Linked DNA regions of Mus musculus: regions 1, 3, 4, 5, 6 and 7 are each linked to region 2. The links are chromatin contacts, called in public Hi-C, HiChIP or PLAC-seq and promoter capture Hi-C maps. All regions are on one chromosome and are shown on one strand. Each heading gives the region's core, a stretch centred on a gene start, on an enhancer-like site or on the middle of the called end of the contact. The rest is flanking DNA. Distances are from core to core; before and after follow the strand shown.

Evidence for each region. Promoter capture Hi-C pulls out the DNA fragments that hold promoters and counts their contacts. Hi-C and Micro-C count contacts between places; a contact is called where the count stands out from the background. HiChIP or PLAC-seq counts read pairs in DNA pulled down with a chosen protein or histone mark.
Region 1: a contact with region 2 is called in an H3K27ac HiChIP or PLAC-seq map of embryonic stem cells, with 8 times the contacts expected there. The contact joins the promoter of Rtkn2 here to the promoter of Cabcoco1 in region 2. A contact is called at or near these places in 1 of 39 promoter capture datasets (pre-B cells) and 3 of 115 datasets of contacts at active chromatin or transcription factors (astrocytes, embryonic stem cells and pancreatic cancer cells).
Region 3: a Hi-C map of liver shows a contact between it and region 2, with 1.9 times the contacts expected there. The contact joins the promoter of 4930423B08Rik here to the promoter of Cabcoco1 in region 2. A contact is called at or near these places in 10 of 39 promoter capture datasets (the 3T3-L1 cell line, 3T3-L1-derived adipocytes, the C10 cell line and 6 more), 2 of 484 Hi-C or Micro-C datasets (cortical neurons and liver), 1 of 115 datasets of contacts at active chromatin or transcription factors (large pre-B cells) and 1 of 9 other capture datasets (embryonic stem cells).
Region 4: an H3K4me3 HiChIP or PLAC-seq map of craniofacial prominence shows a contact between it and region 2, with 5 times the contacts expected there. The contact joins the promoter of Cdk1 here to the promoter of Cabcoco1 in region 2. A contact is called at or near these places in 8 of 39 promoter capture datasets (the 3T3-L1 cell line, the C10 cell line, cranial neural crest and 3 more), 3 of 115 datasets of contacts at active chromatin or transcription factors (craniofacial prominence, large pre-B cells and stem cell-derived neural progenitor cells) and 1 of 9 other capture datasets (adipose tissue).
Region 5: a contact with region 2 is called in a promoter capture Hi-C map of liver, with 2.7 times the contacts expected there. The contact joins the enhancer-like site here to the promoter of Cabcoco1 in region 2. A contact is called at or near these places in 11 of 39 promoter capture datasets (the 3T3-L1 cell line, 3T3-L1-derived adipocytes, the C10 cell line and 6 more), 1 of 484 Hi-C or Micro-C datasets (cortical neurons) and 1 of 9 other capture datasets (embryonic stem cells).
Region 6: an H3K27ac HiChIP or PLAC-seq map of embryonic fibroblasts shows a contact between it and region 2, with 5 times the contacts expected there. The contact joins the enhancer-like site here to the promoter of Cabcoco1 in region 2. A contact is called at or near these places in 4 of 39 promoter capture datasets (the 3T3-L1 cell line, the C10 cell line, hippocampal neurons and 1 more) and 2 of 115 datasets of contacts at active chromatin or transcription factors (embryonic fibroblasts and embryonic stem cells).
Region 7: a promoter capture Hi-C map of pre-B cells shows a contact between it and region 2, with 4 times the contacts expected there. The contact joins the promoter of Rhobtb1 here to the promoter of Cabcoco1 in region 2. A contact is called at or near these places in 7 of 39 promoter capture datasets (the 3T3-L1 cell line, 3T3-L1-derived adipocytes, the C10 cell line and 3 more), 1 of 484 Hi-C or Micro-C datasets (B cells), 2 of 115 datasets of contacts at active chromatin or transcription factors (astrocytes and embryonic midbrain) and 1 of 9 other capture datasets (adipose tissue).

The regions. Positions count from the first base shown.
Region 1 is chr10:67,977,282-67,981,252 of GRCm38.p6, reverse strand. Rtkn2 (rhotekin 2) reads right to left here and starts at 1,683. Exons shown (of 12, transcript NM_001359319.1): 1 at 1,441-1,683. The coding sequence starts at 1,479.
Region 2 is chr10:68,540,248-68,544,057 of GRCm38.p6, reverse strand. It overlaps Cabcoco1 (ciliary associated calcium binding coiled-coil 1), which reads left to right and starts at 2,183. Exons shown (of 8, transcript NM_028491.1): 1 at 2,183-2,311. The coding sequence starts at 2,201.
Region 3 is chr10:69,325,428-69,329,601 of GRCm38.p6, reverse strand. 4930423B08Rik (a long non-coding RNA gene) reads left to right here and starts at 1,341. Exons shown (of 2, transcript XR_380547.3): 1 at 1,341-1,517; 2 at 3,008-3,247. It also overlaps the pseudogene Rpl30-ps7.
Region 4 is chr10:69,350,455-69,354,437 of GRCm38.p6, reverse strand. Cdk1 (cyclin-dependent kinase 1) reads left to right here and starts at 1,526. Exons shown (of 8, transcript NM_007659.4): 1 at 1,526-1,602.
Region 5 is chr10:69,304,181-69,308,180 of GRCm38.p6, reverse strand. No RefSeq gene overlaps it. Among named protein-coding and RNA genes, the nearest start is that of Gm40685, 5.9 kb to the left of the region's middle. Within about 2 kb of position 1,345, at least 45 of the 459 cell types and tissues checked have an H3K27ac peak or open chromatin away from gene starts, as enhancers often do. A contact at or near this core is called in 3T3-L1-derived adipocytes and liver, where this site is marked.
Region 6 is chr10:69,184,498-69,188,189 of GRCm38.p6, reverse strand. It overlaps a transcript of Rhobtb1 not described here. Among named protein-coding and RNA genes, the nearest start is that of A930033H14Rik, 27 kb to the left of the region's middle. Within about 2 kb of position 2,124, at least 194 of the 459 cell types and tissues checked have an H3K27ac peak or open chromatin away from gene starts, as enhancers often do. A contact at or near this core is called in embryonic fibroblasts and liver, where this site is marked.
Region 7 is chr10:69,210,186-69,214,475 of GRCm38.p6, reverse strand. Rhobtb1 (Rho-related BTB domain containing 1) reads right to left here and starts at 1,282. Exons shown (of 11, transcript NM_001252637.1): 1 at 1,101-1,282. It overlaps A930033H14Rik (RIKEN cDNA A930033H14 gene), which reads left to right and starts at 1,378. Exons shown (of 2, transcript NM_001331193.1): 1 at 1,378-1,723; 2 at 2,092-4,290. The coding sequence starts at 1,471. The coding sequence ends at 2,150.

The sequences.
Region 1 (3,971 bases), core at 434-2,933, 560 kb after region 2:
ATATATACATATATATGTACACACACATACACACACACACATATTTCCCTTCCATACACTCAGCTCTGTTATCCTCTTTTCTCTTCTGTAGCATTCTTGAATGTCACTGTCGCACTAATAGCACACTTGGATGGCCACACCAGCACTCACACAATCCCCATAAGAAACTCAACAGATACTGGGTGATGGTGGCGCACACTTTTGGTCCCAGCACTCGGGAGGCAGAGGCAGGCGGATTTCTGAGTTCGAGGCCAGCCTGGTCTACAGAGTGAGTTCCAGGACAACCAGGGCTACACAGAGAAACCCTGTCTCGAAAACAAACAAAACAACAAAACAACAACAACAAAAAAAGAAACTTAACAGATCTCCATTTAGTTCAGTAGAAATAGAGGCTGTGTTAACCATCAACATAGGCGTGGGGTGTGGCTCTGCTGATTGAGGGCTTGTCTAGAATGCACAAGGCACTGGGTTAGAACCCAGCTCCACTCCATCTTAAGTCAGGCTCGGTGTGGCAGCCCTATAAAGTCCATAGTAGGAAAGTGGAGGCAAGAGGAGTTTTAGGAGTTCAAGGCTACCCTTTGACAAAGGCAAATAGGATACCTAGAATACATAACAAAAATAAGAAATATTTCACAAGAAAGTTGAAAGTTTTGTGTATGTTTGTAGCAAACACGTCTTGTGACTACTAATATGGTTTGCACAATAACTCAAACAAAGCCTGGCTCAACATTCCAGAGAATTACAGAGGACTTCCTAACAATACTGCATCTACTAAAGAAATTCTATGATCCTGCAGTATTCGCCTCGACCCACAAATCTGGCAAGAGTATATGGTTCGAACTACTATACTTCAGGAGCCGGTAAGAGGTGAAAATTAAAATTAAAATGAAGATGTCGCTACAAGGATATAAGGGGTTTCTTTTCATTAAAATACTAAAATAATGAACAGGAAGAATACTTTTAACACTTGACTGGGGTTCCCAAGAAATATTCTCGACTACACTAAGTGTAAAAGATTTTGAACATATTTTAGATAGCTAAAAAACAAACAAACACTGGATTCGTCCTCCTTTTTTCCTAGTATTTGTGCATGTATCCATGTTTAAACTTACACCTTCCTGGAAAGCTAAGAACATGCCATTTGAGCGTTCACCCCGCGGCGCCCCACAGTTTGATGCTGGCTCACACGGCTACAAGCAGCACCTTGCATTACACGCCCAGCTGCGCGGGCCGGGGAGCAACTCGAGCACCGACTCCCGGAGCATCACCTCCCCTGCAAGCCTTGGAAGACCGGCAGGTGGGATGGGCCCCGGCGTCCTCCTGTTGCCCCCGGCCTCGCTCTCCTCCTTCGGTGCACCCTTCAGGCGTGCAAGCCGCGGAGCTCGCCCGGCTCTCGGTCTCGGCCCAGGCTGCAGCTCTCCAGTCCCCTGCCTCGCTCACCTGCTGCGCGGCGAGACCCCTCAGCAGCTGCCCCTCCATCTCGGTGCAAGGCACGGCCGATTTGAAAAGCGCGCCCCAGGGCTGCAGCTGCAGATTGCACCAACCGCTCGGCCGTACCAAGTCTGGTCTGCAGGGGAACCCGGCCCACGACGCCGCGCAAGCGTACTAGGAGCCTCTCTGTCTTTAAAACAGCACGGAGACCCGAGACTCTGAACAGACCCTCTGCTACCGCAGGGCTTAAGCGAGGGCGGGGAGTGGGCGGGGCCTGTTGTGTGGTAGGCGGGGCCTAAATACGAAGAGCAAGTCCGGGTGGGTGGGGTCTGTGGCAGGCGGGGCCTGAACCCGCCTGGGTTTTGTCGGCTAGTGGGCGGGGCCTCAACTGGTGGGCGGGGTGGAGCCTTAGAGAAGGCTCGCCATAGAAATCTTTGGCAGGTGGTTTTCTTGTCAGGTTTAAAGTGCGCCTTCTTCTTGCATCCCGCCCGAAGTTGTTTAAAGGCATGAACTGACCGGACCCGACAGACCAATCAGGGATATAAGGATCCATTATCTGTCTCTCAAACATGGCTGCACTCAAAGATCATGCTCTTGAAGGCTGGGCAGACAGACACATTTTGCGAGTACTTCTGTCCCCGGGTTTGTTCGCTTCTAAAGTGACAGCAGACAACACTATCCAGAAGCCTGGTCGTTATTAGCACAGGCTTTTATTAAGAAAGAGGAAGGGGAGATGCTGAAATGCTGAACTCGAGGCCTTAAGCACAGTGAGCAACTGGTCCACCACTGAACTATCCAGCTTAGACTTTTAATTAGAGGATGTACACACCCTTGTAAAGTGTTTAAAATTACCCCTTGACATATCTTGTACCGGAAATGTGTAGGGCTTTGGACATTTTCCTCCTGAGGGAAGACTCTACCAAATCAACTCTCCTACACCACCCTCATTAAAGGCCTGGGCAAGGCTCCTTTTATAAACAGAATGACCCTGTTTATTTTGGGGACATCTCACTTGTTCCAAAGTGGACTTTCAATGATATGGTCATCTTACTTACAGACCTCCTTGTTAAAGCAGTCAGTTGAAAGATGGACTTCTTAAAAAGAAACTGAGTGTGCCAGTGAGATGGCTCAGCAAGGAATGGTGCCCACCTAATGCCAAACCTCCCCGCCTAAGTTCCAATCCCCAGGATCCAAGTGGTGGAAGGAGAGAACCAGCTCCCAAAAGTAATATCTACATATGCGCCAGGACATGGGCATACCGCCCCCCTACACTGAATACAGAGGGGGGGAGGGAAAATTTGTGTGTATGTATATATACGCATATATGTATAAATATATATGCATATACGTATAAATATATACATATGTTTATATGCATATAAATATATATGATATATACATGTATGTTTATATATGTGTGTATACATACATATATGTGTGTGTGTGTGTATATATATATGTATATGTATATATTCCTTCCTCTCAAATGGATAAGTGCCTGGTTGAGAGGCTCTGGACTAGGTGATTCTAGAAGCTGCTATCCAGTTAGGAGTGCTTTTCCTCTTACTTTTGCAGTCTGTAATGACCCACCGTTGTAAAAGCACAAGAAACTCAAAATTACCAACACTCAACTCACACAGGTGCCTCCAAACCCAGGTCTGAATTCCATTCTCATGAAGTGCCCTTTGACCTAGCGCACAAGTCTCTTGTGCTGCTGCTTTGTGGTGCAATTATGCACTACAAACATGAGCTGCAGGAACTGGGCATTACACCTGACTCACAAACAAAAACATGCACACACACACACACACACACACACACACACACACACACAGACGAAATAGACACAGAGAGATGATCTTCAGACATGCAGCGTTTACCACATAATATACACTGTATTCAAACTCAGATTAAAACACCCTGAGAGAGAAAACCAAAATGATACACCAGTTTCAAATTGATCACCAATGTGGAAATACTGGTGGCTGAGTATCGCAGGTTTAATAATCCTAGGAAGAAATCTAGAAGAGGATGTGTGTGGGTTCTTACCTATAGACTATAGATAGTTGCTATGAAAGACCTTTCTCTTTGTAGAAGAAATGATGTGGGCCTATCTCTTTCTAAGTCATCAGGGGATGTGTCCCGGAAGTGCTTAAGCCAGCTGGTGATTAAAGTACCTCAGAATAGGATTTCTGTTTCCTTATTTATCCTCAAGCTTTTTTTTTTTCTTTTTTGTTACTGCTAGTTTCAGCAAACATAGTTCTCTTTGATGTCTGCAATGCATATAAAAATAGAACCAGCCATCAACACGCCAGAAGCTTAAAGAGTGGTAGCTGAGGATGCGCCCCACGTGGCAGGATGCTTGCCTGCACAAGGTCCTGAGTTCATCTCCCAGCTTGGCTTCAACTGGGCGTGGCAATACATGCCAATAATCTAAGTGCTCCAGAGGTAGGGCCAATACAACCAAAAGTTACAAATTATTCTTGCCTACAAAGTGAGGTGAGGCTCCTGTGGTTTCAAGAGACACTGTCAAACATAAA
Region 2 (3,810 bases), core at 934-3,433:
TATACTCGAATTAGCAAACTTCTAAAAAATACTTCTCCTCGCCACAGGTATGGAGACTGGAGCACTCTCACTATATATATAGCAAGGGTCTACCATCCCACATTTTGTAAATGTGCCGGTAGTCAGAGAACACTAAAAGACATAATATAAATGACCATAAACTCCAAGGTTGATGCTCCCCTTGCCTTTCCAGTACTAAAACAACCTGGTAAGCTGCAGGCTTCACTTAGAAGCCTATAAGTGCAAGAGAGGCCTGGTCAGGAAGCCTTAGCTGAGCCTGCCAGTGTGATGTCTTCCTCACTGGCCTGTCTCCCCCCAAAAGTGGGAAGCTAACATCAGCCCAAAGTCCTGCAAGTCAAAGAAAGCTTCAGGCTGATGGGTTTTCAACACCATTCTATATCAGGAGGTGGGGTGAGGTTGGAGTGAACAATCTGCCATATAAAATTAAATGACCTCCTCCAAACTCACTTCTCTATAAATTATAATATTGGATGTATTAAGGTAACATTTGGAATTTCATGTTTCCTGAGGTACCACTCATGTCAATGACTCCATCTTTAGGGCAGTGTTCCATCTACTTCTGGGGTCCACAGTTAGAAATAAAGCTGTAAAATTGCCAAAGAGAGGGCAAAAGAACTAAAGGCCAGCTAAATCCGTCCCACGGTCGGAGGAAACCACAAACTACTCTTAGGAGAAATAAATGTGTTTGCAGTTTAGCAAGCACTAAATTGCAGGAATGTGAGCCATTCAACTTCACAGAAGGTGGCTAGCTGCATTCCATTTCTTTGGAGTAAAGATCAAAAGGAAAAAAAAAAGAGAGAGAAAAATATTAAACACTTTAATGAGTTTGGAAGTTGGTGGCTCATAGTAAGTCTGGCAATAACTATGAATTGACTGTATTTTCACTAATTGAACACATTCTAAAATCCTTTTAAAGTGGGGTTAAAAGTCATAGCCATGTTGTTGAGTTAATACTTTGTACTGAGAACTCAGTCAGTCCCTCGAAGAGTAAAAATTCCAAGGAAAAGCGACATTACAACCTGCTTGAAGAGATGGAATGTCTGTGAATTAAGCTACAGATGACTCTTGAATAGAGGTGGGCTATACCAGGATTTGGGTTGTTTAAACTACGAAAACACTTGAGGGACAGACATGGTTATAAAGCTACGTACAAGAACATGTTAAATTTTCTCTGAAAGGCAACTGGAGAGAAGCATTCTGATTTGGTAAGCTGGTGGCTTTGCACAGCATGTATCCAGCCAGGAAAGTTTAACACAGACACCAGCACTGTGAACACTAGGAGGTGACAAGATCCCCTGAACATTTCTAATACAATAATCGGTTTGATCTCTTTGGAAAGCTTTGAAGCCGTTAGGGGTTGGGATTTTGTTGTATGCGTGGAGGAACCGACCCCGTAGTGTATGGATTTGACAGTAAGCGTCTTGCGTGGGTAGCAGCCTCCAAGCAGGTAAATGTATGGTGCATCCCGCAGCCAAAGGAAGCATTGAATAACCAAAAAATATCCAAATATGTAGGATCGGGCTTGTAGCTCAGTGGTTAAGGTGTTTACCCAGGACTCGGGTGACACTGGGTTCAGTGTGTGCTTGCATAAATTGGGTATGGTGCCCTTGATTGTAAGCTCTTGGGAGCTGGAGGTAGGAGGTCAGCAATTCAAGATCCTCTTCAGCCTGGGCTACCAAGGTGGAGTGGGTGGAGGGAGGCTCTTCATACTCCCAATCTAATACCTCCTTGTTTAGAGTCTTTGTATTATGGAAATTTCAAACAGTTGCTAGAGGAGACAGTGTTCTAACCCCACCTCTTCCGCAATTTTAATTCACAAGTCCATTTGCCTCTCTCGGTATTTTGAAGTAAGTTGCAGATTGCCCCTTCCATCACTAGCTAAATATACACCTCTAAAATTAGAGTCAGTTTTTCCTACTGAAGACCACAATGCCACGGATCAGACTTTTAAACGTTATAAAAATTGCTTAAGATCAACCATTAAGAGCCAGAGCCCCCAAATCGCTTATCGTCTCCCTTTTAGAGTTAGCTTTCTGTGTCAACTCCAGAATTGCTTCTGAAGTAAATTTCTCAGTTTCCACTGTAATTCGAGCAGCAGGTGGCCTCACGGGCTCCCGTGAGTGGGCGGGGCCTGAGCTTCGGTTAGGCGTCACTGCCTCCCACCACGGTTGCCTTGGCGATGAAGGCTGCTTCCTCTAAAGAAAACGTGTCAGGGTCGTCCACAGGATTGACCTCCTGGGCGTTGACCACCCCTGGGGTGTCGCCAGTAGGCAGCACTTCTGACTCTGAGGTATGTGTCCCTTTCCGGGAAGTCCAGTACCGGGTCCTTGGCTAACACCAAGGTCACTCAAGGTCAAGGTCAGAGCTGCCTGGGACTCAAGCGGTAAAGGCTTGCAAGCTGATCCTTGGGGCAGAGGTCTCCAGGACCCCTGAAGCTCACACAGACCCTGTGAGCTTACTCTGGAAAGTTCCAGGCTCACGCAGCCTCACAGATATGCAAATCTTTAACTGGAAAAACAAAAAGTAATCTCTGATCTTAAAGGGGACCCGTCCCTTTTTGCAAGTGCCATTGATTGACTGGGAAGATCAACAACTGTTCAAAGGGTGTTAAAGATTGCTGCTTTCTGAGTGAGTCATGGTTAGTTTCTGTTGTCACCTGTCCCTGTCCCAGGAGACAAGACCAAACACCCTGAGCTGAGAGTCTGTTCTCTGCCCCTGGCCTCATGGCTCATAGTGAATTTGTCCCTGGTACTCCAGGGACCTCTTGGGTAACACAAGGTCATCTACCACCCCCTCCTAGCACCAGCTATCAATGTGTGTGGAGCATTAACTCATCGTGACCCTAGACTTAATGCTTAAAGGGTTATTACTATTGCATTTTCACTTATTTGTGGGTGGGTGGATGAAAGTCCCAGTCCCAGTGCTCAGTGTGGAAGTCAGAGGACCACTTGATGGTTGTCCATATGCGTCCTAGTGATGAAGGTCAGGTGTTCAGTTTTGGCAGAAGGTGCTGCACTCCTTGCTAAGAATTTAACCGCAAGTGCATCAGCTAAGCCATCTTTTTTTTTTTTTTACTGTTTAAATCTCCTCACTGAGTCTATCAAGTACAGTTTCCATGAGGTTATTTTTTCCCTTCCTTTTTTTTTTTAAAGACTCTGAGGAGTGAATAATGAAGTGTTAATTAACACAGCTTTGTTCAGCTTCCATATTAGTCCAAACAACAACAGTCTTTGTGAAGAAGATAAGTATTTCGCTGCAGACTCAGCAGTCAGGAAGCACAAAGCCAGTAATTTCATGCCTTCCTCTTCAACAAGGGAGCAAGCAAGCCAGTCCCACTCCACCCCCTCCAAGTCCCCCAGTACTGCAGGCAGACCGCTAAGCCTGCAGGGTCTCCCATGAGCCTTTCTAAATAAAATTAGCATACATTAAATGCACATTTTAACATGATAAACTGGATCCTAAGCTCATTCCTCCCTTGTGATCGCTAATGTAAGTTAACATAATTTTTAAACCAGCATAGAAAACTTTCCAATTAAATTCTGTGTCGTTTAAACATATACAAAATCTTCTATGACTGTATGTTTCCGTGTGCTTGTACACTAACTCACCAGTGAATGTTATGCCCTTTCTAAGAACATTTAGTGATTTGAGGCTTAATGAATCAGTGAGAGAGAGAGAGAGGCGGGGGGAGGAAAGGAGGGAGGGAGGGAGGGAGGAAGATAGTTTAATAAAAAGACTGAGCTAAAATCCATAACATGTACACATACATAAATATATATTTCAATTTTT
Region 3 (4,174 bases), core at 92-2,591, 790 kb before region 2:
TAGGTCTTTGTGAGCCACTGGATGCTGGGACTTGAACTCAGGTCCTCTTCAAGAGCAGCCTGTGCTCTGCTCTTAACTGCTAAGCTGTCTCTCCAACCCTTGTATTTGAAATTTTTGAAACGGGATCTCATGCTGAAGTCCAGGAAGGCCCAGCACTCAAAATATAATTGCAATGCTGAGATGATAGGTGTAAGTCTCCAGCCTGGCTTTCTGTTTTATTTTTTTAAGAGTAGAGTAGACGCTTTGTGAGGAATGATGTCACGTCTCTTCATTGTACTCGAATAATCATGCACTACTTAATAACAGCAATTTCTCGCACTTGCGGCTAGTTTTGCTCTCTTGCGTGTTCCTTTGAGGGGAGCTGTAGTAGTCTCATCTGTGATGGAGAGTTTGGGGAAGGGAATTATTTTGTGGATTTTATTATTGTTTTTAAGGCTTTCATTCCATAACCCAGGCTAGGCTTGAAATTATGATCTTTCTGCTTCAGCTCCGTAAGAGTCCGGGGATTACTGGTTTGAGTGGCCACACCTGCCTAAGAATGACATCTTAGCTGTGGTTTTCCTGTGGGCTAACAATGACTTTATATATCCAGCCATCCATTCATCCTTAAATAGTCACCATTGGTGACCCAGCACACCCCTTGGGGCTGTTCTGCTAGCTTTAACAGAAAACAAGATAAATAAAACATTTTATTCCACCCCACAGCTTTCGTCGTCTGGTTACCCTGGCAACAGACTTGGAGTCTGCACTGTCAGATAACACACAGTCCACACTTGCAACCTGGACAGGACCTGGAGATAGCTCAGCGAAAGGTGTTGCCTGAGTGTAAGCTACCCAAGAGGTTTCCATTATTCCTTGAAACCAGTCATGTCTCCACAAACAAGGTTTCCACCCCAGAAAGCTGAGGCTCCAGGGCTTAAATGAATAGCATCCCGCAAGGGGTATGAAAGACAATCTAAATGTTATAAGGAGAAATGTCACGTTTTCATTAACTTTTATGTATAGATTTAATCCCTCTCTTATTAGGGTTATGTTTAAATCATGCTAGGATTATTGGCAGCACAGTGTAAATGTATCTGTCTTATGAATGAACACACATGTTGAGTGTCGTGGAGCGCTCAGAGTTTACCAATCCTGTCCTGCATCTTTGCTGAGCCACACATAATGCCCTGCGACAGGCTTACCGGGCCAGCTTTCCAAAGCCAGTGAGGTCTGTTTGGATCTGATGACTGAGAAGAGAATTGCTCATGATTTATGATGATAACATTTGAGGCAGGTGAGCGGACCCTCCACGACGGCCTGATACACCTTGTTGAGGGTTGGCTAATTGCTGCAAGGCATGATGGGAAATACCTCACAATGGGCGTGTCTTCCTTTTTTTTTTTTTTTTTTTTCTGTAGTCATAGCACTGGGCCATAAAAAGACAGCTTAGTGACTGAATACAGATAGTCATCCAGGGACCAAGATGGCTGGCGATGCTTGTGGCTTCCGCAACTGGTCCAGGCTCTATCCAGAAGGTAACTGAAATCTCGGTGAGGTGGCACAGGCCTGTATGACTAGCAAGGCAGGAGCATAATGAATTCCAAGCCAACATGAGCTCTGTTTTCAAACAAACGATCTGAAGACAATAACACGCGAAGCTCAGAGAGGAGAAGACAGCTTAAACACGTGGTGGCCAGGTCTGTCTGAGTGTCTCACCTTCAGTTCCAGTCAAAGGTGTTGCAAGTAGCTTTTGCTACCCTGCCCAGGATCCGGGAATGGGCAGCGCTACCAGCCCCCACCCAGCTTCCCAGGAATCCACAGATAAAAGACACAGACACACAGTTGTTCAATTTCAATCTGCCTTTTGATACAATTGCTGGGCGATACTATCTCCCGCCAGGAAAAGCTTGCCCTCATCAATATTCTTATCTCCGCACTTCTCCACCTGCCCTCAGATTTAGTAGCTCAGTTACATCCTACTTAATCACTTCCGACTTCCCTGCCTGTGGGAGTGGTCACATACGGCTGCTCCACCCAAGATCTCACGGGGCTGGTCACCTTTTCTTCATCAGAAGCACCAGGAACTCTGGTCTCTCCTTGCCTCTCGGGACCTGGAAGTCCTGCCTATCTCTCCTGCCCAGTGATTGGCCCATGGCGTCTTTACTGAGAGACCAAGAACCAATTGGGGGAACAGGACCACCCATACACAAAGGTTCTGTTGCCAGAATATAACAGGTAACCCTGCTTGTTAGCAGGAAGCCGGAGAAGAGGGCTGGCTGCAGGCTGGCCGTGGAGAGGCCTTTGGATGCTTTTTTGGTTCACGGGGGAAATGACTTTCCAAGCCTCAGTTTGCCTGCTATTGAGAATTGGTTTGCTCCCTTTTTCACGACATCTGGTTACTATGCCATTTTACCCAAGACAGTAAACCTAACAGTAACATGGTGCCTGGCCTGGGGGCTTATTGTTTCTATGGAGAGTCAGTTTCTCACCTCAAGGGTTGATATATCAGATATCCTGCATCTCAGATATGTACATTATGATTCGCAACAGTAGCAACATTACAGTTATGAAATAGCAATGAAATAATTTAATGTTAGGGGGTTACCAAGACATGAGGACTGTATCAAAGGGTCTCAGCGTTAGGAAGACTGAGCTCCAATGTCTTAGAGGGTCCCAGGTGACCTCCAGGTTTCCCCTGGAGGGACCACTGAAGGTGGCCTTTTTGGAACCAGACCCTTGAATGCAGTCTAGGCCTATGACTGAGTGTCCCCCCACTGTCCTCAGAGCCAGTGTGCATAGGCCTTCCCACTTGATCAGGGGAAATTCGGAGAGTTTTACAAACAAGAATACATCTGCTGAACTGGCTCACTCCCTATTTGGAAAGACTGCAGCAATTCCTTGGCAGAAAGGATCCTGGCAACCTGCCTCAAACAGAGGCCAATAGATGGTCTGGGCCCATGCAGGGAGCCTGGCATCTTTTGGATAAAGTAATACACAGGGCATGACTGTTTCCATTTCCAAACAGCTTAACCCTGAGTGATGGAGACAGTTGTGTCCTGTGAACCTTCTATTGCAAAACCCTCATGTGATGCCGCCTGCTGTTTATAGCCTTCCATTGTGTGGAGCTCTGGTCCGTGACAGGGCTGCAGTGTCCTTCTCAGGAGCACACCAAGATGACTTTGTACTTATACCAAGTGTATTTATACATCATCTTTCAAAACTATTTTTATTACCTAAACTATAATAAATTTTGGCATCTACCATACTCTGAAGTTCATTATTTAGTTCTTCATCTACCTGTGTGATGGTTTGTATATCCTTGTTCGCCTACCTGTCCACTCCCTCACCTATTCATCTGTCTATTCACACATCTATATACCAATATACTCCACCATCCATCCATCTACCCACTCATCCATCCATCTATCCATCTACCCACGTAACCATCCATCTACTCACTCATCCATTCATACATCCACTCATTCATCCATCCATCTATCCATCTACCCACTCATCCATACACCTACCCACCCCCCACCCACCCATCCATCCACCCACCTACCCACCCATCCTTCTATCCATCCATGCAACCATGCATCCACCCACCCACCTATCCTATCCATCCATGCATGCATCCATCCATCCAACTTGTAATTGGTGAGTAGCATCTATCAGAAACTAGAGATATAAAGTTAAGCAAAACCACACTTAGAGTAGAGGTGAGCATGGGAGTATTTATTCTTTGACCCTCTCCTAGATCAGAAGTTCTAGGCACAATGTGTTTACCTTCCCAAACTCCAAGAAAGGGTCACTCGAAAGCCCAGATTAAGGCATGGGAATTTCTAGACCCCGAAACCATAAGACCAAACATCCCAGAGACTAGGTGTCTTAGGGTTTCTATTGCCTCAAAAAGACACCATGACCATGGCAACCCTTTTTTTTTTCCCCCCCAAAAGGAGCTCTGGCAAAGTTCTATTAAAGGAAAACTTTCTTGTTTACTTCTCACCAGTCTGTTCTGGCATGCTTCTAATAATATCAGAATCACCTGGGTCAATGATAGCCAGTGTGCATACTCTGTAGTGTTTTCCACACGCGGTGCCCAGTTCAATATTATTGCCCCTGTAGTGATGGACGCCAGTTTTAGCCAACATGGCATAGTACTCTATTTCAGATTTCCTCAAAGCTGGGCAGC
Region 4 (3,983 bases), core at 277-2,776, 810 kb before region 2:
GTGCTCTTAACCTCTGAGCCATCTCTTCAGCCCAATATTTAACATTCTTATGTGGAGATATGTCAAAACATTTAGTGTGTTATCATTGTATACATAATGAATACATAAGTGTATAATCACAGAAACAGGCTGGCATTTTTTCTTTTCAGTTTTGAGGGTGTCTTTCAGTGTTTCATTGGTTCCTATCCTCTTGTCTTCTTAAGGTACTTTAAATGTGATCCTTCTGCTGGCTGCTAAAAACTCATTGAAAAAAACATAATCTGCAGGAACACGGGAGAGCTGGAAAATACATCAAGTTACCTGACACAGACATAGAGAGACAGACACTTCATGTTCTTTCTCATAGGCGGATCCTAGCATGTAATGTTCATATGTTAGTGTGTATATAAGGTTCCAACTAGAAAGGAAAGGCTGCCCGAGTGGGGGGGGGGATTAGAGTCATGGACATGGTGATAGGACACAGAGGGCTATGGGCTTGGGGGCGTGCAGTTACGAGGTGCGGGGACTAGGGTTACTGGGAGAAGGGATGAGAAGAATTAACACAGACCAATATTGTCTGAAAATTCCATAGTGAAACTTAATATTATATATATACATATATTAAAGGTGTGTGCCACAATCCTCAGATATATATATATATATATATGTATATATATATATACACACACATATATACACACACACACACATATATATACACACATACATATGTAAACTAATATATTATATATTAATATTATATATTATTTATATTATCCCAGCTTAATATAGAATTTTGAAAGGCATAATCATAAAGTAATTTTAAATGTTAGCAATAGCCAGGTGGTGGTGGCAGCACACGCCTTTAACCCCAGTACTCTGGAGGCAGAGGCAGGAGGATCTCTGTGAGTTCAAGGCCAGCCTGGTCTACAGAGCAAGTTCTAGGTCAGTCAAAATTACACCCAGAAACCTTGTCTCAAAACAAAACAAAATAAAAGTAAGAAACTCTTTTTTTTTTTTTTTTTTTTTTTTGGTTTTTCGAGACAGGGTTTCTCTGTATGTGTAGCCCTGGCTGTCCTGGAACTCACTCTGTAGACCAGGCTGGCCTCGAACTCAGAAATTTGCCCTGCCTTTGCCTCCCGAAAGCTGAGACTAAAGGTGTGTGCTACCACGCCCAGCTAATAACAAGCTCTTGATGTAGTGGTACTGTCACTTTGGTGGCTGGCTATCTAAATTCAATGCATTTGAATTGTGTTAGTCTTGGAGGGAAATTACACACAGAAAGGTAGCTGGAGAAAAAAGAGAATAGATTAGACTGTCCAGAAACAACAGGACGATATTGGAAGGAAAACAGAGCTCAAGAGTCAGTTGGCGCCCGCCCTCCTGCAATTCCTCTGGCCGCGGTTTCCGCTCCCTTTCGCGCTCTGCGCTCCCAGGCAGCCCCGCCCAAGCGTAGCTCAGCTCTGATTGGCTCCTTTGAACGTCTACGTGCAATCGGATTGGCGGATCCCGGGAGCTTTACCGCGGCGAGTTTGAAACTGCTGGCACTCGGCCTCTAAGCTCCTGGAGTTGCTGCGTCCGCGCAGTCCGGAACTGCGGTGTGGCCCCAGCCGGGACAGAGAGGTATGGCGTGAGTCGGACTGGGTGCAGGCTGGGCCTGCGGGGGCTCCACGGGATCTGGGGGTTCCCCCGGGGAAGGGCAGGACATCCATGTGAGCCTGGGGATCCCTTGTGGACGGGTAGGGCCTCCACGTGAGATCTTGGTCTCCTGTGGACGGGTAGGGCCTCACCTAAGTCCGGGATCCCTTATGGTCGGGCATGGCCTCCCTGAGCCCGGGGTCTGGGGTACCCTATGGATGAGCATGTCCTCATCTGAGGCCAGGGTCCCCTATGCAGGAGCATGGCCTACCTGAGCCTGGGGACACTATGGAGGAGCAGGGCTCACCGGAGCCTGGGATCCCTATGGGGGGGGGGGGCAGGGCTCACCCGATCCAGCGGTCCCTTATGGAAGGGCAAGGCTCACTTGAGCCCCGGGTCCTGCGGACGTGCAGGCCCCTACGCGAGCTCCAGGTTCCTGCAGACTGGATGGGCCTCGCTGGAGTGGGCCCGGGTGTGGGCGGGGTGCCAAGTTATGTCCCAGGCCCTGTTGGCTGCCAGTGTGGAGCTGGGCTGCACCAGGCCAGCTGCCTTCGGAGGCCTTAAGTCGGTACTGCCGGAGAAACAGACCCGTGGTCGTTTAAAAAGCTTATTCCTACCAAGGTGCAGAACCAAGAAAGTGTAGGATCGTTTATTTTTAGTTGCCTGTGCTAAGGCCACAGACTGTACCCAGGCAAAGAAGGAGAGAGAGGGAGAACCGCGGATGCCTTCGCGTCCTTGATCGTCTTAAAACATAAATACCGATGAAGGTTCTGATGTGCGGGCCACCATCGCCTGCCCCCAACTTGGATACACTGGGCAGCTTTTAACAGCAGGCCCGGGAGACTGGAAAATGTTGGAAGGAAATAAGCCCAGCTTTCAAGACATGTTAACTCTTTGCTGTCTGTGCAGAGGTGGTTGAAACGTTTAATGCTCTATAGTTATATTAAGTCTCTGTATTGAAGAAAGGGGGTTGGGGGGGGATGCGTTGAAATTTCCTAAACATAATCTCCATAGTTGAGAGTCAATCTTATGTGTCTGAGAATCCCCAGGGTTCAGTGGGATGCCTGGCAGGACCCTTGGACGGGTTTACATTTTCCTTCTGAATTTTTATCTGTTGAGCCGCTGCCTCCTTGTGCAGTGCCAAGAGCTGGGATTCCTGGCTGTGCCCCCACACCCCATGGAGTTGATTTTACTGTGGAAAGAGATCTGTAAGGAACAGCTCACGAGAGGTCAGCCATTCCTTGATGCTCATTCATAAGGATCTTGTCACCCGTGGCAGAGGGCTTTCAAGGAGAAGGCACACCTTTTTCCTACCATTCTTTGTGAGCCAAGAAATTGTTTCTCCCTTGTTCGTGATATTTTTCAAAGCATGATTAGCAAACACACTGTCTTAGCGTTGTTGGGATGAAACACCATGACCAAAGCAAAGGAACTTGGGAAGGAAAGGGTTTAGTTGTCTTGTACTTCCACGTCACAGTTCGGCCTCAGAGGAAGTCTGGACAGGAACCTGGAGGCAGGAGGCCATGGAGGGGGCTGCTTCCTGCCTTCTTTCACATAGCTTGCTCAGCCTGCTTTAAGAACACAGGACCCTATATGCCCACGGATGACCCCACCCACAACGGGCTGAGCCCGCCCCCATCAATCTCTAATTAAGAAACTGACCTAAAGACTTGCCTCCAGCCCCATCCTATGGGAGCATTTTCTTAACTGAGGTTCTCTCCTCTCAAGATGACTTCAGCTTGTGACAATGTGACCTGGCCTAAAGCTAGCCAGCACAGCACAACACCTTCCATTCTTTCTTCTAAGGTGCTTATGGACATTTCTTTCTCTTTGAGTACCTTGAGTGGGATTGTCTGTGGCTGCTTTTGGGAAGCATTCAATTGAATGATTTTTGTTTTTTGTTTATTTCCCCCGAGACAGGGTTTCTCTGTGTAGCCCTGGCTGTCCTGGAACTCACTTTGTAGACCTCGAACTCAGAAATCCGCCTGCCTCTGCCTCCCAAGTGCTGGGATTAATGGCATGTGCCACCACTGCCTGGAGAATTGAATGCTTATAAGGTAAACAGATGCTTTTATTAAAAACAACAACAACAACTGTTATTCCTAGTGGTTGGACTTTACAGTTGTACTTTGTTTCCTTTTGAAACAGTGTTGCAGCGAACGAGGCCACAGGTTGGCCTTGAACTTGTTCTTCCCTGTGCTAGGATTACATCGTGCACAACTTCCTTCTCGCAGACTCTTATTATTTTAAGAAAAACTAAAACAGTACACCATTTTAGTACGGTAGTAGTGTGCTGAAATTCAGCCCTGGGGATCAGGGCCTTTTGCTTTTTTTGGTAAATTTTGAGACATAGTGTCACTAAGTTG
Region 5 (4,000 bases), core at 96-2,595, 760 kb before region 2:
TGTACTTACATATAATAAAAAAATTTAAAAAAAGAAGAACTATGCAATTGAGAAACTAGAAAAAGTTACACACACAAAAATTTCAATATTTTAAGTAACTTTTAAATGTTGCCTTGGACTGGGGATTGGACTTGTGTATTTTATTGCAAAACCCACCTCCTTTCCAGGACACCCCACATGTTTTTGAGTAAATAAAGTCCCTGGGGAGAGGCACTCATTGCAGAGGCTTCAAGGCCTAAACAGATTCCATTTCTGACCCACAGTGAGTATTTCCAGAGTTGGGAGCTGACCAGAGCAGACTTGACCAATAGTCTGTGGAGTGTTACTCCCCAGTGTTGGGAGCTGATGGTCTTCTGGGAATGTGTGGAAGAGTGTCTCCATTTGCTATGGGTTCCTCTCGAAACTCATCTTGGAACATCTTTTTGTTGTTGTTGTTTCTTTTGTTTTTGTTTTTTTCCCAGACAGGGTTTCTCTGTGTAGCCCTGGCTGTCCTGGAACTCACTCTGTAGACCAGGCTGGCCTCAAACTCAGAAATCCACCTGCCTCTGCCTTCCAAATGCTGGGAATAAAGGTGTGTGCTACCACTGCTCGGTTATGGAATGTCTTGCTTTCCAAGGAAACATAGCAGGGGGACCCAGTATCCCGCACTCCCTAGCCCCGTGTGATGCCCAAACCAGGGCAGACTCCTCAGTAAATAAACAGAAGCGCTCAGGCATGCAAGCCAGTGGCATCAAAGCTGCAGTGCACCGAGAACACTGGAATGAACATCAGAGAGTGCAGACAACCCTGGAAAAAGCTTTCCCTCTTGTGATTCCCAAGAAGGCAAGGCGACTCTGGCAGATCTGCTCTCATACCAGCAGGGGGCGACAAGGACTCCACAGACACCAAGGGAGTCCTTGAGTGTGGCTTCTCAGGGGACAGTGATCTCAGCTAGCCAAGGGGCTTGCAGGGAGAAGGACCTTCAGGATTACTTAAGGAGGGACTTTCCTGCAGGTAGATTACTTGTGTAAACAGTTTTTCTTAAAAAGAAAATACCACAGACTCCTGGGCCGCCCCTTCTCGTCAATGATTCTGACTTGGGGAATCTGTAGTTTTCAACATTCCTTGGGTGACTCTAATTTTGAAAGGTTTAGAGGGAGTGACATCTTGCTTCCTCAGAAACGATCAGAAACGAGGACAGAGGCTGTGACCTTTAGTGACCATTTTTTGGAAGACTCAAAGTCATCACGGTCTGGCTTTCATAGCTTACTTCCCAGTAGTCCCTAGGGACAGGGATAGTGTGATGCCTGGGGCCGTGACTGGACCTTCTTTCTGCCCCTAGTAAGGCAGGGTTCGAACGCCCCTGACTAACATCCCACAGACCTAGTCGAGCTGCTTATCCATCTCAACTGGGAGCCTGGGTTATCTCACTCTATGCTACATGCTTTGATGACCTCATAATTCACACAGCGTGGTTTTGGGTGGAAATGAGACCAGCTTCTCTCTTGCTCATTGTGCCTGGAGCCTGGGACCGTTATACAAAGCCAAATCCAAGTGTCTTTGGGTGAAGGAAACTGACTCAGCCCAGGAGAGATGCTCTGTAAGAGGTGGTATCAAACGAACTCTACTACATTTTATCCAGGGAAGATACAGGTCTCTGAAGCTGGGCTCCATGCTGCATTGCTGTGAGGCCTCTTTCTGAACTCGGTGTACCAAACTGCACCCAAAACAGAGAAGCCAGGCCCCACTTAGCTCACATTTTCTTTTTACTACTGGTGCCTGCGGGCTCTGTGGCGCCGCCTCGTGGCTGGAGGGTATAATAGCACGATCGGACCTTCGGCTTAAACTGCTTATTCGGATATCATGAGCACACATCTTGTCTACGTTTCCCTATTTGTTTCTGTGTCCCAGGCCGAAAAGCTGTGAGCAACCAGATTTACAGGCTCAGGATTGTATCCGGGAGGAGGAGCCTGAGTAACTTTCTCCCACCCTCGGTCACCGTGATGGACGGCTTTGATCTCTCTGCCTCTGATCCTGATCTCTGAGCCCCCAGCCTGTTCTGTGTCCTACAGGCTCAAATTGATAACCCAAGTGAGTGGCGGGTTCCAGGATGAAGGTCCCTTCCGCTATTCTAATTTTTGCATTTACAACCCAGACACTGGAGGGCAAGGCAGGAGGTTTTCTGTAGTTAACCTCTTTCAAACAGCCTTCAAAATGGGTGAGTAAAGAAATATCCAACACCAACTGGCGTGTGGGAACTCTCCAAATCTGCCAAGCCCATGTGGGCCTGACTTAAGGCTCATCTCCTGGTAACTGCAGATGCAGTGAACTTTGGATGACTCCAGAATCCCATCCCGGGTTAAACTTTAGCCAGCCGTCAGGGTGGTAATTCGATGCACCCTCTGTTAAAAGGACCCTGAAACCTAACGCAGAGCCTCTGCGTACAGCGATAAGAGGCTTTGGAGGTGAGAGGGAAGGCATGTAGGCAAAGGATTCCAGTTGACAAGAGGAGTGCTTATCAGTAAGGAGAAGGGCACCAGGGTAGATTGCACTCAGAAATACCTGAAATTGTGTGACACAAGCCAAAGAAACTAGCCTTGAACTCAGAAGCCCTGAGCTGGCTCTGTCTAGCCTGGGGGTGGGGGAGGGGAAGTCTATATTTTATATGGATCTTGGGATCCTTGGAAGTCAATGCAGGGGGCACGTGGTGGTGGTGGTGGGGACAAGTCCCTAAGTTAGTTCAGGGCCCCACCTTGATACTAATCCTTTGAGTTAGAGAGTCTCCCTGGGTCTGCTCTCTCTAACACAAAGCTTGAGAGTGAGTTTTAGTTTTTAGACAGACTTGATTTCTAATCCTAACTCAGCCACTTTCTGTCTTAGTTAGGATTTTACAGCTGTGACCAGACACTATGACCGAGGTAATGCTTATAAAAACAACATTTACTTGGGGCTGGCTTACAGGTTCAGAGGTTCAGTTTATTATCATCCAGGCAGGCATGGTACAGGAGGAGCTGAGAGTTCTATTCTACATCTTCATCTGCAGGTTGCTAGGAGAATACTGGCTTTCAGGCAGCTAGGATGAGGGTCTTAAAGCCCATGCCCACAGAGATACACTTCCACCAACAGGCCACGCCCATTTCATCAGGCTACACCCACTCCAACAAGGCCACACCTCCAAACAGTGCCCCTCCTTGGGCCAAGCCTAGTCAAACCACTACACTTACTAATGCATGGGCCTTGCCTGTTATTTTACTCATTGTGATTCAGTACGGGACTCAAGTCAAGGGACAAAGGACTTGCTTTTTTCATGGGTTCCGGGGTCAAGCCCATGGTAGCTTGATCTCTTGGGCTCTGTAGAGCATCCTGATGGTAGGAGCCTGAGGTGATGGATAGCAAGCAAGGAGAATGTGTGCAGGCCCCAAGGCCATGCCCCTAGTGACTTACTTCTGCCTGACCCTCAGTTCTTTTCACACATCTCAACATTACCTCCAAACATCCGGGATCAATCCATTCTCTAGTCCAGAGCCCTCAGGACCCCTCTCGGACACCCCCAGAAGTGTGCTTCATTAACCCCCAGGTGGTTCTGTTGCTTGAGCCAATCAATTTGACGATCAAAATCACCCAGTGTTCTTGGGTAATTACCCACAGTGCTAGTATGAAGGTATTCCAGGTAGGAGGGCTGTCAGGACAGTTCTGGACTCTTGGAAAGAGAGGAACAAAGGATGCTTTGTGCTAGGGGAATGGCTAAGAGTCAGCTTGCTACCCCCCCCCCCCCACACACACACATCTTACCCTTCCAATCCCCTACTTGCCACCCTGGCTCATACTTTGCCTGCTCCACCAAACGGTTGGCTGCCTGAATGTTGCTTGTTTTCTTTAAGGATTTATTTACTTATTATATGTAAGTACACTGTACCTGTCTTCAGGCACACCAGAAGAGGGCGTCAGATCTCGTTATGGATGGTTATGAGTCACCATGTGGTTGCTGGGATTTGAACTGAGACCTTCAGAACAGCAGTCA
Region 6 (3,692 bases), core at 875-3,374, 640 kb before region 2:
CTATAGACTAAGACCTTGTGTCAAAGCAAAATAGAATGAAACAACACCAAAAACAAGGGTAAACAATAATCCACAGCTCCACTTGTTACAGTTTGTCCCCTTCCCGTAAATATCACAAATATCACACTGTCCACACTGGGATTCCGTTTCTTTGACTCCTCAGAGTTAGAGCCACTAAAAGAGGCACCTGTTCCAAGGGGCTGGGCGGTATCATTCTCAACATAGCACTAGGCCACCACAAACACTTACCAGCCAGGGTGTTGCAGCTGCGAACATTTCCTAGCATATACATAAAGTTCTGACTGTGACATGGATTGCAACTTGGTATGCAGTATCTGAATGTTCCCACGTCACTTGTCAGACATGTAATCTCCAGCCACAAGATGCACAGACAATCTATCTTGTGGAGACAGGACACAGCACTGGATTTGAGGAAAAGCTATGATAGGAACATCCTCAAATCCACTCAGGGATGTGTGGAGAGATGGTTTTCACTGCCCTGAATTTTGTGTACAAACCCACCCTTCTCAGCCCACATCTGTCAAGACCAGTTCAGATCTGACATCACGCAACCCTTTTGTAGCATATGTGTGGTTTCCTTCTTGCCCTTAATTTCACAGCAGGAAAAAGAATAAAGTCCGTTCAGCAAACAACTTAAACACAGCCAGAGAGATCCCGGAAGATAAATTCACAAGGATCATGGGAAGCTCTTGAGGTACCCTTGCAAACAAACAAACAAACAAACAACAAACAAACAAACAAAAAACCTGCCACCTTGTAAAAGTTGTGTCCTTTGAATAAAAATGTCTCTGAGCAGAAACGAAATATTTAAAGAACAGTGTTAAGACCTCAGCATCTGAAAATTGTACACTCAGGTTCTCGCCTTCATCTTTCTGGGATGCACCCTGTGCTGGTTTGCCACCACCACAACAGGAAGCCCTGTGCACTACCAGAATTGGATGCTGTTCGGAGCTGTGTCTCCCCAGATTGCCATGCTTTACATCGTAAAAGGAACATTTTAAAATTAACGTTGCCACTTACAATCTCCAAATCGAATAGCCATCCTCCGTATATCAAGTCAGTCTGCTACCCTTTCTAGACTAAGCCACCTACCCTTATTTCTTTGTCCTATTCCTTACTAAATCTACCATCAAACCAATTCTTCCATACGTAGTAACCTCAGAGTGAGAACAAGCATGGATAGAGACTTGGCAATGCCTGGAATAGTTTTGATTTCTCCATAAAGGGCAGAAGCTTTGACTTCTTGCTTTCAAGCATCTATATTCTCTACACGCCCACAGGCACAGGGTCACCTGAACCAGTGGCTCTCAGCCTTCGAATGCTGCGTGACCCTTCAATACAGTGCCTCATTTTGTGGTGACCTCCAACCATGAAATTATTTTCATTGCTACTTTGTAACTGTAATTTTGTTGCTGCTGTGGAATGTACCATAAATATCTGGGGTTTCTGATGGTCCTAGGCAACCTCAGTGAGAGGGTGGGAGACCCACAGGTTGAGAAGCACCGGCCTAGGCTATGTGTGTACAGGTCATATATAGAAAGACAAAATGTAAACCTCATATAATTCCATCCCAAACGTTGTGAAATGAACTCTTATTTTGTTTTCTCAGGTTTAGTGGGTTTTCTAGATAGACACAACGGGATAGAAATGATCACACCACTGACAACTTGAAGGAAGCAGTTGCAGGACCTAAGCAGTGGACAGACTGGCGCCAAAGGGTTAGATCCTGGCCTGTGTTTTGGGCCACTGCTGCCCTCTAGGGGACATGTGTGAAATGAGTCAAGTTTCTAGAAAAAAAAAAAAAAAAAAATCAAGACCGAAAATCATTCTATCCCGTCAGCTTTTATGAAAGAAGACAACTAAAAACTCATCAAAACAGGTTCGTGGATTATCTATACGAATGACACAGAAAACAATCCCACAATCCCTCCAGACACGCGCTTTCCCGGGCCATCTGACTGAGACTCACTCTTTGAGAGAAATGCCTTTTTTTTTTTTTTTTTTTTTTTTTTTTTTTTTTTTGTCAAGCCTGGTTCTCCGCAGTATTTTGAGCCTGTTATTTCTTGTCCTGCCAGGGAGCAGCTGCGGACTATGACTAATGTGTTACTCACTGTTTATACGTTCAGCTCTTAGCTTCCAGGGCCCCAGAAACCAGAAACTCCGGCTCCTTCCCTTTTTATGAAGTCAGTTCGTTCCGAGGAAAATATGCAAACATTTCACCAGTTGCCAAATTGATACTTATTTCTGGGCAAGGAGCGTCACTAATTTCACGCATAGGGAAAACATTAACTCATGGTGTTTTTTTTTTTTTTTTTTTAAACACTTGGAAAACTAGGGATACTATCTGCTCTTTTCTTCCTAGATTTCTTAATAATAATTAAAACTTCTATGTGTATGAGTATTTTGTCTCTATACAGCACTTCTATGCCTGGTGTCCCAGAGGACAGAAGAGGGCACTGGATCCCCTGGAACTGGAGTCATGGTTTGTGACCCACCATGTGGGTGCTGGAAACAGAAACCACGGGGCTTTCTGAGGGATCAAAAGGTGCTCTTCAGGCTAAGCTGCTTCTCCAGCCCCCCCTCCCCCAAATCTTGGCCTTAGCGGAGAGTTTAAATGACTCACAGAACTCAAACTTCCCTGTTTGGGGGATAATTTCATGACTTCAGGAAAAGCAGGCTTGTTTCAGTACATCTATCGCCCATCCATTAAGCATTTGCTGAGCTTGTCGTTGCTCAGCAAACACCATGTCAAGGGTGCCAAGCATGTAGGAGAACCCGAGCATACAGGAGAAAGAAGGTACCATTTAGGAAGCCTGGATCTTTGGTCTTTAAGTTGATTTGAAAGTAATAAACGGATTCAACAGAAACCACACTTTTTTTGAACCTTTGTGTTTTTCACAACACAACATTCAATGCTCTTTCGTAATGGCAGGCATCGGCAGTGTGGAGGCCAGTCAGTAGTGGGTAATGGCAGTCAAGCACTATGCTGCACAGTACCGAGTGGGTGTGGTGGTTTGAATATGCTTGGCCCATGGGAAGTGGCACTATGAGGAGGTGTGGCCTGGCTGGTGGAAGTACATCACTGTGTAGGTGGGCTTTGAGGTCTCCTAGCCTTCATGCTCCACTCAGTGCAGAAGAGACCCTACTCCTGGCTGCCTACAAAAGAATCCAGGGCTGCCTGCTGATCAGATAGAGATGTAGAACTCCCGGCTCCCCCAGCACCATGTCTACCTGGATGCTGCCATGCTTCCACAGTGATGATAATGGGCTGAACCTCTAAAACCATAAGCCAGCCCCAGTTAAATATTTGCCTTTGTAAGGGCTGCCTTGATCATATGTCTCTTAACCGCAATAAAACCCAAACTAAGACCGTTGGGAAGCCGTGAGATTCAAGTGTGTTCGCATGCATGTGTGCTGATGGAGGCCCTGGATTATTATGGGGTGTCTTCTGCCATGGCTCTCCACCTTGTTTTTTGAGACAGGGTTTCTCACTGCACTTGAAGTTCGGTGCTCTAGGCTAGGCTGTCTGGCCATGAAGCCCCATCTCTTCAGCGCTAGGAAAAACAGGCACCGTAGTCATGCCTGGATTTTGCATAGGTATTGGGAGCTGAACTTGGTAAGCATTTTACTGAGCCATCTCCTTATCTTTAAATGCACTTGGACCTACATTA
Region 7 (4,290 bases), core at 33-2,532, 670 kb before region 2:
CTGTTGGTGGCTTATTATCTGCCCTTGGCCAAGCTGAATGCCTCTGGAAGCATGGCATGGTTTGGAGTCTCTTGTATGTTTTTATGGCAGGTAGCACAACCTACAGAGAACCTCATGCTGAAACCCCAGGCTGAGTATTCAGTAGTTTCCCCAAAAGCACAGACCAGGGAGATTCAGTCAGGATGTCTCCTCTGCTTGCTACTATCTAGCGTTTCCCAGCTTTCTGTAACTTATCAAGCTTAATGCATGCCTCCACCCCCAATGCCCCAGCATATGTGTACAGGCAGTCCCAAAGGCGCAGCTCTTGTGCTGACGTGCAAAGCCAACTCAGAACCCTGTGCTTGGCTCTCCCTCCTAACTTTTCTGGCTTGTCTGAGTCTAAATATTGACTTTGCTCCTCCGTTGAGTAGTTTGATATGGGATGGAAACCCCACGGCCAACAGTGGAATCAAATGTTATATATACATTTTTTACACAGTCTTGCCTTCCTTCCACTTTTTTGGGGGTGGGTGTGAGTGTGGATCTCTTCTGTGTCTCTCCCCCTACCCCCTGGCTGTGAACCTAGCTGAACACTTAAGTTGAGGTGTGTGCAAGCCCCTCACAAGGCAGCGTGTATTGTTGGCACAGCAACTCACAACAGACTCCCTAGACACAGGGCTAGGGGGGAGGGGAGGGAGAGGGGCGTCATCGTGCATCCAAAGACACTGCTTGGGGCAGGGCAAACACCCAAGGGCTCAGAGCACCCTGCTTCTCGCGTCCCAAGTTCCCCACCAGAGTCCTTCGAGGAAAAGGCGCCTTTCCCCGGGGGCGCGGCAGCACCCGGCCCTGGTGCAACCGGACTGCTAAGGTGCCTGTTGTACGTGTTGTCTGCCGCTACAAGTTAGGGGTGCGGCCGGGGCGGGTGCTCTTCCACATCTCTTCAGCTCACTCCTCTGGGAGGGGACTGTCCCCCCGCATCCCTTCAGCTCACTCTCGCAAACGTTGCTGGGGGAGGGTGGGAACATGGGCCGGGGTCCCCACCTGCCACCCGCGAGGCAATCGGGAGCTGGTGAGGGTGCTCCGCTGCTCACTGGGACACTCAGCACGACACAGCCACCTACCCTGCAGCCGAGCGAGACCTGGCTCCCTCCGCCGCTCAGCAGCGGCCCCCGCCGCGCGCGCTCGCGGGGACGCCGGGACCCTGCGCACCGCGCGCCACCCGCCCGGCGTGGCACAAAGGCAGCATGGCCCAGCCGCACCCGGCCGCGTCCGCGTCCCGGCGCAGGCCACGGGACTCGTCCCCAGGTCGCTGTCGCCGCCAGCCCTGCCCTCCTCCCGCCCCCTTTCCTGGCCAGGCGGGGCACCGGGCGGAACCCTGCGCCCGGGCACGGAGCGAGCAAAGCGGTGGCGGCCTCCGATCGCTCTCTCTCTCTCCACCGTGACGTGAGCAGCCTTGGCGGCTATTTATAACCACACGATTGGATTTCATTCATGAAACCAGGGCCTGGTGTGTCTGAGCTGTGGGACGCGAGGTGGCGAAGGTGCTGCGGCTGCACGCACACCGGAGGGGCCTGGGCTCCAGGGCCGGGATCAGCGTGCGTCCCGCTACCCCGGGGACCCGGCCTTAAGCCAAGCGGAGATCAGAGCAGGGCAGGGTGTGTGCGAGCTGTCCCCGCGCCCCCTCCCCGCAGCATCCCACCCACTCCCGAACATCCGCTGGCCCTCAGTCCTGGGCTCAGGAAAAGTAAGTTGGGCCACTAACCGGCTGGGCAGCATAGCTTTCTTCCCCCTAGGAACTGACCGGCCGCGGACTCCGAGGGAGGACATTGGCTTTTGTTTCAAAACCGAGCCCAGCTGCTGACTAAGCGCTGCGCTGGCCCAGCCTCCTCCCCTGGGCGCTGCACGTGCGGGCTGGCTCTCCCCCTCCTGGTCACCTTCCCCTGCACCGGGCTCAAGGGGTCCCGGCAGGGGGCGGGGGGGGGGGACGCCCAGCTTTTCCCCCCACCCGGTCCTCCCCACCCCCACCTCCCACCCCGAAATCAGCTGTTTTAGAGAGGCTGGGGGGCGGGGGGGGGGAGCTGAAACTGATTTCGGCCTCTTCTGGGTCTGCAGGAAATCTTGGAAGGGAAAACCAGTTTCGGGGACACTGTGGACTTTCAAGCCGATTGTGAGTTCTGGGGGCAGAGTTCTGGTTACTTTTCACGGATCCGCAGAAGAACTGCCTAGGTGCCTAGGGGTGTCTGGCATCACGCGATGCTCTAAGGAGGTGACAGGGAACTGCAACTAACTTGGCTCCTGTCCGCAGGGAACTTTCAGTCCGCCTTCTCAACTGCCTGTTAGACTGGGCTGTGTAATCCGCTCACTCTAGTCCTGCAACGAGACGAGACAGCTGGCGGATTAGGATGTGAATGCCTTCAACTAGGGATGTGCTACGTTTATAAAACCCTTCTAAAGGCTGACATGGAGCACACAAAAAATGGCCACGCTACATCCTTGGCCTCCATCAGTTCTTAGCTAAGGCCTTGCCAGCATCTCGAAAGGGTGGGAAAGATAGATAGCCGTATTTTACTGTGAGGACGGTTACTTAGGGCTATCCTTCAACTTCCCTTAAAAAAATGAATAGCAAACAAAACCCTCTCTCACAGTAACGCCTCCGTCCCTCCTTTTCAGGAAACCACATTTGGTTTTCTTAGATGGACTTCTCTTCCTCCCCAGGATCTCTGGTTTCCAGTCTCTTTGGCAATTTCCTGCCCCTCCCTTAGATCCTCCCATAGCTGGTCTCCAACTCTCGCTATGTTGCCAAGGCTGGCCTTGAACTCCTGCAACCTCGGCCTTGCAGGTTTGTACCACCAACAGGCTAAGCAAACGAAATGTTTTTAAATAAGAAAATGTTGTGCAGGCAACCTGCGGTATTTAAGCAATCCTTAATGTACTGTTGTGGTTGGAGATGGGGTCATCAAGGCCATAACCTTTTGATGCTAGCAAGAGAAGGAAGGAAGAAGTCAAATTCCCGTGTCTGAGGAGTTCAAGGTGGATCGTGACTGAATATGGTCATTTGCTTGGCAAGGGGTAGACTCCCCTCAGCCTGCTTTAAAAGGACACCATGTTGAAAGACTCAATCAATAGATACTCTCTCCAGGAATATATTAGGGAAAGTTAATTAACCCCGTTGTTGCTAACTAGCTACTTCTCGGCAAGTCAGTTCTTTTCAAACTACCTTGGGGCACCGAGGAATAGAACAGTAACTAAGAAATGGGAACTTAGAAACTAAGAAATATGTATTGTGGCCCCAAGTGCAGCGGGGAATGGCTTTCCTCTCTTTTTTTTCCTTAAGATTATTATACCACCACAACTGATGAGGCAGGCCATTGGAACCATTTTACAGATGGGGTAACTGAGGCAAGGGCAATTTGCATTTTTTCAGTATTGTTAGTGGTTGACTTTTGTGCCCCAGGGTCATCGAGGGCTGGCTTTATTTTATCACTAACCTTTGTTGTAACATCCGGTCCCCTTCAGGTGTCTTTCACTTCCTCAGTCACACATTCAAAAGATGAACCTGCCATAACTTTCGAAAAATGCCAGGCATAATGGCATGCCCCTGTGGTTCCCCCACACTGCCAGAGGTAGAGACAGCAGGATGCCTGGGGCTCACTGGTTCTAAAGCCTCTCTGATTCAGTGGCCCCTAGTTCCTGTGGGGGAGGGGGGAAGGGACAGATCCTAAGGAACAACCCCAAGGTTGACCTCTGAACTCCACAAGTACGTGCACAGGCGAGTGCCACCCTTTACCACCCCTCCCCCCACATGGCAGCATATGCACACACCTGCACATATTTCTGAAGCATCAGAGAGGTTGTAAGAGTAGAAAGACACCTAGTACTGTGCATACTCTTGGGGTGCCTGACCATCTCCTGAGCCCCCCCCCCCCCCCCCGACCATCCTTGTAGAGTGGATAAGGAATGCCTACTAGCCATTTTGCTACCATTTTTGACCTCATGGCATACCTAAACTTGAGGGGGAACTGATCTGGAGAACTTCCAGGAAAATAAATTGCTACTAATGGAGATTTCAGAGACAGCAGAAGAAAAAAAAAAATTACTGGAACTTTGTACCAAGCAAGGACAGGGATGTCAAGAAGACACTGCCATCGACATGCGGGGCCCATGGTGCCCCAAACTTCACACACGGGACCTCTGATTCATGAAGGTGGGAGGAGTGGGCATACAGCATGGACCGTGACCGCCGGCAGAAAAGAGGGGATAAAAGCAAAGCGGATAGCGCAGCTTCACGCAAGAGCTCAGCTGTGCTCCAGC